2 separate regions of the Culex quinquefasciatus genome follow, and region 2 is linked to region 1. The links are chromatin contacts, called in public Hi-C maps. All regions are on one chromosome and are shown on one strand. Each heading gives the region's core, a stretch centred on a gene start, on an enhancer-like site or on the middle of the called end of the contact. The rest is flanking DNA. Distances are from core to core; before and after follow the strand shown. Region 1 holds the start of LOC6035789 (transmembrane and coiled-coil domain-containing protein 6). Region 2 holds the start of LOC6045009 (ras-related protein Rab-14).

The links. A called contact is a pair of places that touch in the nucleus more often than the background predicts.
Region 2: a contact with region 1 is called in a Hi-C map of whole body, with 9 times the contacts expected there. The contact joins the promoter of LOC6045009 here to the promoter of LOC6035789 in region 1. A contact is called at or near these places in 2 of 2 Hi-C or Micro-C datasets (both in whole body).

Annotation. Positions count from the first base shown.
Region 1 is chr2:220,810,751-220,815,020 of VPISU_Cqui_1.0_pri_paternal, reverse strand. It overlaps LOC6035789 (transmembrane and coiled-coil domain-containing protein 6), which reads left to right and starts at 2,906. Exons shown (of 3, transcript XM_001845861.2): 1 at 2,906-3,488; 2 at 3,548-3,732; 3 at 3,790-4,270. The coding sequence starts at 3,012. The coding sequence ends at 4,249.
Region 2 is chr2:221,044,558-221,048,321 of VPISU_Cqui_1.0_pri_paternal, reverse strand. It overlaps LOC6045009 (ras-related protein Rab-14), which reads right to left and starts at 2,053. Exons shown (of 2, transcript XM_001862398.2): 1 at 1,666-2,053; 2 at 368-1,608. The coding sequence starts at 1,845. The coding sequence ends at 1,162. It overlaps LOC6036349 (bone morphogenetic protein receptor type-1B), which reads right to left and starts at 141. Exons shown (of 3, transcript XM_038256856.1): 1 at 27-141. The coding sequence starts at 111.

The DNA.
Region 1 (4,270 bases), core at 1,657-4,156:
CAGCTGCCAAATTTGTATGGAATACCGAAAGCACTTGAAAAAGTTTCAGCCGGATTGAAAAATACAAAAATTAAAATTAATAAAAATAAACCGTTTTCATAGAGAACTGCTCAACGGCTATTGCGATTATTTTTTTTTATTTAAAAAAAATATATATTTATTTTTTTTCTTTTTTTTTTATTTGCAACTGTTTACAAAAAGGATCTGGCAAAAAAAGTAATTTTTCATAGAACAATCACTTTAAATTTTGAGTACACACTTAGATTTTTACCGAATTTTTAACTGATGAACAGTTAGGTAAAGAGCAGTTCTCTACGGAATCGGTCTTTTTTCTTTAATTTTATTTTTTGTATTTTTTAATCCAGCTGAAACTTTTTTGATGCCTTCGGAATGCCCAAAGAAGCCATTTTGCATCATTAGTTTGTCTATATAATTTTCCATACAAATTTGGCAGCTGTCCATACAAAAATGATGTATGAAAATTCAAAAATCTGTATCTTTTGAAGGAATTTTTTGATCGATTTAGTGTCTTCCGCAAAGTTGTAGGTATGGATACGGACTACGCTGGAAAAAAATAATACACAATAAAAAAAATTTGTGATTTTTTTATTTCACTTTTTATCACTAAAACTTGATTTGCAAAATAGAACACTATTTAATTTTTTTACTTTTTCTGATATGTTTTAGGGGACATCAAATGCCAACTTTTCAGAAATTTCCAGAACGGGCAAAAAATCTTTGACCGAGTTATGAATTTTTTAATCAATACTATTTTTTTTTCAAAAAATCGAAATTTTGGTCGCAAAAATTTTTCAACTTCATTTTTCGATGTAAAAATAAATTTGCAATCAAAAAGTACTGAAGTGAAATTTTGATGAAGTGCACCGTTTTCAAGTTATAGCCATTTTTATGTAACTTTTTTCAAAAAAGCCTCAGTTTTTCATTTTTTTAAATTAGTGCACATATTTGCCCACTTTTGAAAAAAATATTTTTGAAAAGTTGAGAAAATTCTCTATATTTTGCTTCTTCGGACTTTGTTGATACGACCTTTAGTTGCTGAGATATTGCAATGCAAAGGTTTAAAAACAGGAAAATTGAAGTTTTCTAAGTCTCACCCAAACAGCCCACCATTTTTCAATGTCGATATCTCAGCAATTAATGGTCCGATTTTCAATGTTAAAATATGAAACATTTGTGAAATTTTCCGATTTTTTCGAAAACAATATTTTCAAAATTTTCAAATCAAGACTTACATTTTAAAAGGGCGTAATATTGAATGTTATTGAATACAAATTTTTTTACCGTGTATTATTTTTTTCCAGTGTAGTCCGTATCCATACCTACAACTTTACTGAAGACACCAAATCGATCAAAAAATTCCTTCAAAAGATACAGATTTTTGAATTTTCATGCATCATTTTTGTATGGACAGCTGCCAAATTTGTATGGAAAATTATATGGACAAACTAGTGATGCAAAATGGCTTCTTTGGGCATACCGAAGGCACCAAAAAAGTTTCAGCCGGATTAAAAAATACAAAAAAATCTCAGAGAATTGCTCAAAGCGAAAATTACCGAATTCATTATTGTCCACCGTACAACCGAAATTCGGTAAAATTTTGTTCATTTTGACAGATTTACCGACTTTTTTAACTACCGAATTCGGTTTAAAAAAAAATCTGAGTGTGTAGAAACAAAATGCAAAAAAATATAAAAACTGAAATAACAAGCCACAGTCTTAACGTTTGAATGCAAAAAGTGTTATTAAATGCATTTTACACAAGTTGTTTTGCAATCATTACTTTAAAAAAAAAGATTTGACGAAAACAAAAAAAAATAGCAAAAGAAAACTTATTGCGATACCAAACATCCAAAATTTTCAAAAATTTTAAAGATTTTTAAATCAACCTAAATTTGCTAAAAAATGATTCAAAACACAGGGAAATGCATAAATTCTGATTTGTCGGGAGAATTTTGTAGAAAGGGGTGGGAGGGGGGGGAAGGGGTGGTTGACACTTTTCATAAAATTTGAATCAGCCTTAGAGTATTTGTAGATTTTTTTTTAAATTGAAATTATTTAAAATTTAAAACCATTTTCAAAAGGTAATTGCTATCCGTTTTCTGCTATCCAGGAATAATTTTAATGTTTCTCTAATTTTCAGTTTGAAAACATTTAAGGGCATTTAGATGAAAAATCCAAACATTAATGGCAAGGTTTTGGCTTCGAACTTGTTAAACCTCGTTGGATAAATGTACGACTCGTGCTAAAAAAATCCTCTTTTTGTATAAACTAGGGGAACAGCATCTAATTCCAGCGTGCCTCTAATGTTGGCAGGTCACGACTTTGACATTCAATTAAAGCTAATTAAAAGCGTTTTCAACTGTAATCGAGTGATAAATAGGTCAATAAGAAGTGAGCAAGCCAGTTTCTATAAAAAGTTTTGCAAACTTATTTTTTTAAATAGTGAAAAACAGCAAATTGGATGGAGTTAGGAGCGAGAGATTAACCTGCCAAACATACGAGAATTTACCCTACTATTATATGGCTTAAACTTATGGAAAATTCACTCTTTTGATTGTTTGGTCACTTGAATTGTTTATCACAAGCTTGATTGTTTTGCGTGTAATTGTTTACAAGTAAAACTTTTGAAATTTTAGTGCAGTAGTTTAAAGAAATGTAAATTACGCAGTATTTAAATGAGAGTGATCAGAAAACTGATTTCAAAAAATAATTTGAAAAATTAACCAAAAAAAGAAATAAGAAAAACGTTGACGATTACAGCGGTAAATAAATTATAGCAAACTAAATTGCATAAAAACTTGCACGCAAGTTTAAGGTAGGTACACCATTAATATGAACTACCTATTTGTGGATAAAATTGCAAGCCATTTTGGAGTCGACACAAACAAAGTTTGTAAACAACAAACAAGTCTAACTAACCGGCTTTGTACTCATCTACACACCAGAGTTCAGTTCATATCCACAGTTCAACCAGACCTACCCAACACACAATGGCCACCACGCTAAACGTGGTCCCCGTTCCGGAACCGCGCATCCGCGAGCAGAACCGCAACGAGGTCCGCTGGGAGCGCCAACTCCACCGCAAGGCCGAACTCGACGTGAATCGGGCCAACCTGGGCGAAATGCTCCAGGAGGTGGCGGCCATCGAAAGTGTGACCCCGCAGGAAATCAAGGGCCTCGCCTCGCGGATCAAACGACGCAAGCACGCCGACCTGCGAGATCTGGTCAAGCTGAGCTACGGATTTCAGCAGAGCGGCGAGAACATCTCCGAGTTTGTTCGGATTACGGGGGCGATCAACGTGGTGGTGAAGGAACTGACCGGACATGACTCGGACCGGCAGCTGCTGGCCGCGGAGTGTTTGTGCAATTTGAGCCTGGGGGATGAGGTTTGCTGCGAGAAAGTGGCCACGTTCGCGGGGACGTACTTGGTCGCGCTGGTGGAGAACTTGAGCAATCGGAGGGTTGCGGTGAGTATTGTGACTGGTTTGTCTCAGATATTTTTAGTGATAATCTACTCTCGTTATAGACGACCTGCATGTGGACCTTGCAGAACATGATTTCATCTGGGACAAAAGCCATGAAGATCTTGAACTCGCAAGGAATCATTCCCAGTTTGACTCATCTTTTGGAAGTCCTTGAAAAGGATGATCTTCTAGCTGAGATACTGTTGGCGATTGAACTTATTCTAGACCATGATCCAGCATTCATTAGGTGAGTTGGTAAATCTTCATGAAAATATCGTCAACTTAATAATTGAACCATTTTTAGCATTGAAACAATTCACGCCACCATCCTGCCTCTGACTTCTTCAAAGGAGCCCCAACTGAACAGTCTCAAGGTGGTCTACAAAGCCTTGTGCCTCTCCGGATTTGAAACGCTGGATGTCGAAACAGCACCTCAAATAGTCAAGCACGTCGTTCAACAGTTGGTTCTTATTGGAATCGAAAATGGGGCGGAAGCAATTCTCTCGATCCGAATACTGGCCAATCTGGTCGCGATCAACGAAGGTTGCGTGGATTTTTTGGTAGCTCAGTGTCAGCAGCATAATTTTAAGCTAAGTCAGTTGTTTAATTTGTTTTCTGAGGATGGTCAAGTAGCAGTTTGTAGGGAAATTTTGTGGTTAGTGGGTAACATGAGCAAGACGGGCACGGGTAACGAATTCAAGAGGTTCGTGCAGTTTGATAATTTTGTTGAATGTGTTATTATTCCAAAAGCATTGTTGGTTTGAATATTTAATAAGGAAGTTAGC
Region 2 (3,764 bases), core at 804-3,303, 230 kb before region 1:
TCGGGGGGTCGGAAATTGTCACCTACCTTGGTCGGTGGAGCCGTGGGCGTCCGAATACAGCAGGATAAACACCAAAATAATAACACCAACACTCGCACTTGACGCGGCCATTTTTAATCGCGAACCGAGAATTGACTTTTGTTTTTGTTTTTCTTATTTTTTAGCTGTGAATGGGGGGAAACGTCAGATTGTTGAAATGACAGGTGCTACAGCTAATTCGCTGTGTGGGGGTTTTAGCTGAAATGATGCATTCATTGATAAATATGGCGATTGGAAATGTTTCTGAAGGGGTTTGAAGTGAGATTCTGATTGGAAGCTGTTGAGGTTATAACAGTTTTCTTATGGGAAGTTGCTCAACAAAAGCAAATTTTTCGTCATAATGTCCACTATTTATTGATACCATTAAATGTTTTGATTTATAAAGATATCATTCAAATGTAGTTATTCTTAAGGTGAACTAACGTTCCACTCTACACTTATAGCTATTAGTGTTGCAAATATGCATTACTTAGCTTTACTTGACGAACTCACTAGGTGTAATAAGATTGATTAAACTTTAACTGCAAAATATCGCTTTTCATTGCGTTACAAATTTAGTTAGGTGCAATTTGCAGAGTGCCTGCTTAGGATAAGATATTGTTTAACTTATAAATCAGCAAATTACTAGCATGTTACGCCACAATGCCATTCATGTTCACCTGTTAGTTATTTGAGTAGGTTGAAAGTCCAATAGGACTTTTCCAACGTGTCCAATTAGAGTTATCAATATTTTACTGTTCGTAATGGCAAAAATTTAGCGATAACTGATTAACACAGAAAGCTCGTCACACTACTTGGTAAAATGTGTATGAATTTTGATTTCCATGCCGATCATTTCCGTTCTATGGCACTCGACCCAAAACTGGTCAGCAGAACGTACTGAAGTCATCCTCAAGACCTGGCTACCTGCTGCTACATTCGTAGTGTATCCGTTTATGTTATTTATGAATTGTTCAAAGAATCACAACTCGCTTCCCCCTGTGGCCAATGCTGCCTTCTCTATCAATTGTTCCGGACGGTCTGTCTCAGCGTCGCGCCAAACCCTTCGTAGCTCGGTGTCTAAGATCATTTGGTTGCAAGTTTGTTGTTTGTTTTAGTGCCCTACAACGAGGGCACAAAATGCTAGCAAAGACAGGACGGTTCGCCTATCTCTTCCGGCGGTTCGATTTTGAATCCGTGCGAATCCAGCGCCTGAAGCTCCAGCCGCGATCGGTTCGAATCAACCAACGTGTTGGCAATATCTTGGAACATCTCTTCGATACCTTCTCCCGTCCTGCAGGACGTCTTGTACGTCGCACTGATCAAGCTGTGACACTGCTCGCAGAACGATTCCATGTCCGCTTCGGTAACTTCCGGATTCCCCGTCTGCTCCATATCGACCTTGTTCCCAACGAGGAAGATCTTTGCATTCTCAGCGTAGGTGACCACATCCAGCATGTGCTGTGACAGAGAGTGGAACGACGCCGGGTTGTCCAGAGCAAACACCAACAGAGCAGCCTCAGCGAACTTGTAGTAACTGGAAGTGACCGACGCTACCCGCTCCATACCGCCAGTGTCCCAGAGCTGAAGCTGAAAGAAACCAAAACAACCATCAATCCCCAAACCTACAATGAGGAACCAACCAACCTTAATATTCTTCTCCCCCACCGCAAAGCTCCGATCGTAATGGTCCAGCCCGAGCGTGGACTGCCGATCGGTGGCTGTCACGAACGAGTTGGTCGCGAACCGCCGGAACAGCGAACTCTTCCCCACGCCGTACTCGCCGCAGAGGATGATCTTCTGCTCGGGAATGCGCACCGAGGCCATCGGGTTGAAGGCGGCCACTGCGACCAGCACCACGTTCCTGTTCGGGGGAGTTTCGGAGAAATGTGACTAAGAACCCAAACAAAGAGGGTTTCGCTTCCTGTGGGTGGGTGTTTTTGCACTGATTTAATTAATCGCTTTCGATCGGAATTGGAATCGACTGACTGACGGGACGAGCTAAAAAGGCAGGATGACAGGTCTTTATTTTGGTTTCCCCCTTGAAAAGGGAGATGGTAATCCGGTGACAGGGTTGGATTTTGGAGGAAGGGTGTGTGTCTTTGGTTGTATAGAAGATTGATGCTATAAAATATTGCATGCAATCTAAGGATGAAATAACCGTTTGTAATTTTATATCAGATTGAACCGTTTCCTTCATACTTCCATATAGAGGAGAAAAGCTCGGAACTTAACCTCAAAGGTAAACAACCGAATGAACTTTTTTGACAGGTGTCAGTTCCGGGACTTGGCAATTAAAATTATAATTTTTCTCCGGTTGTTCCGTTTCGCATGGACACAAACACGACCAGGAACACGGAGCAAGGACATGGCCACGGGAATACCCAGGAACAGACACCTACACGGCCAAGGACACGAAAACGGTCAGAAGCACGGACACTAACACGGTCAGGAGTCCGGACAAGGACACGGCCTAGAGCACGGCCACAGGAACGACCAGAAACAGGCACCTACGTGGTCAGGTGCACGTACACGAAGACGGCCAGAAGCACGGACAAGCACACGGGCAATAATACTGGAAAAAAAAACTCGGGTTATGACGTTTCGCGCAATCGGAAGCAAATTCAAATTCAAAAAATGCTAAGTCCCGATTTGACACCTGTCAAACCACTCAAATGGCACTCACAAAATGAATACTGAGTTCTTTGAGTTCATTTGCTACGTCACGGTTTTCTTGCCTATTGCCTAAATAAAAATTTAGAGAGAGAGACAAAATCATTTTAAATAGAATTCTTTAAATATTGACAGTTTGTTATTTATGTGATTTTTCCATTATGAAATGAGTATAGTTCAATCTCAATTATCCGAAGGCCAAGGAAAAAACTAATCCGGATAATCGAATAACGAAAAATCTTTTTTATTGCTGTTTTTTTTAATTGTCGAGCTAAAGTATAACCCCTTCACAATTCTAAAGTAATAAGTTTTTTTTTATTCAAAATGGTGGTATTAAAATATTGAGAAAATATTAGGAAATCAACCATCCTAATATGACTAATCATGGGCTTCAGAACTTAAATTTGATATTTTTGTTATTTTGGAAGTTAGAAAATTGTTGCTGAGTCGATTATCCGAAGCATTGGATAATTGGGTCCTAAAATGAAGCTTAGATTGCTGATATTATTGTTCACAGCGATAAAGCTTATTTTTCTGAGTACAATGACCCTTTGTACGACCATAAAGAGCTTAAAATGGATTTTTAAATCAATTTTGAAAAATTAACCTCGCGGTACTTCTTGACAGAAAAGCTCCTACTTGACAAATCGTTCCAAGGGGACCATAGTTGATCCATCGAAAAAATGTTTTCTTGTCAAAAAAAAAAAAAAAAAATTGCATTAAAATGAAAAAAAGTGATCAGCAATGGTTTTTAATCGTATTTTTTACCGTTGTACATAAAAATTGGCATAGGGCTTTAGTACCCAATTAAAACTGTGAATTATCGAGCTTGGATTGTACTTGTCTTATTTCAATTGACCGATGCACGAAATTTTCTCGACTCTCCCTGCAAACGTCAAACCATACAAAAATGCTGCCGGTTCATTTCCAGAAGAGATCCGGAAAAGGATCCGACAGCATTTATTTATGAATTTGACGTTTGCTAGACTGTTGGTGATATGTTTTAGGGGACATAAAATGCTAACTTTTCAGAAATTTCCAGGTTGTGCAAAAAATCATTGACCGAGTTATTA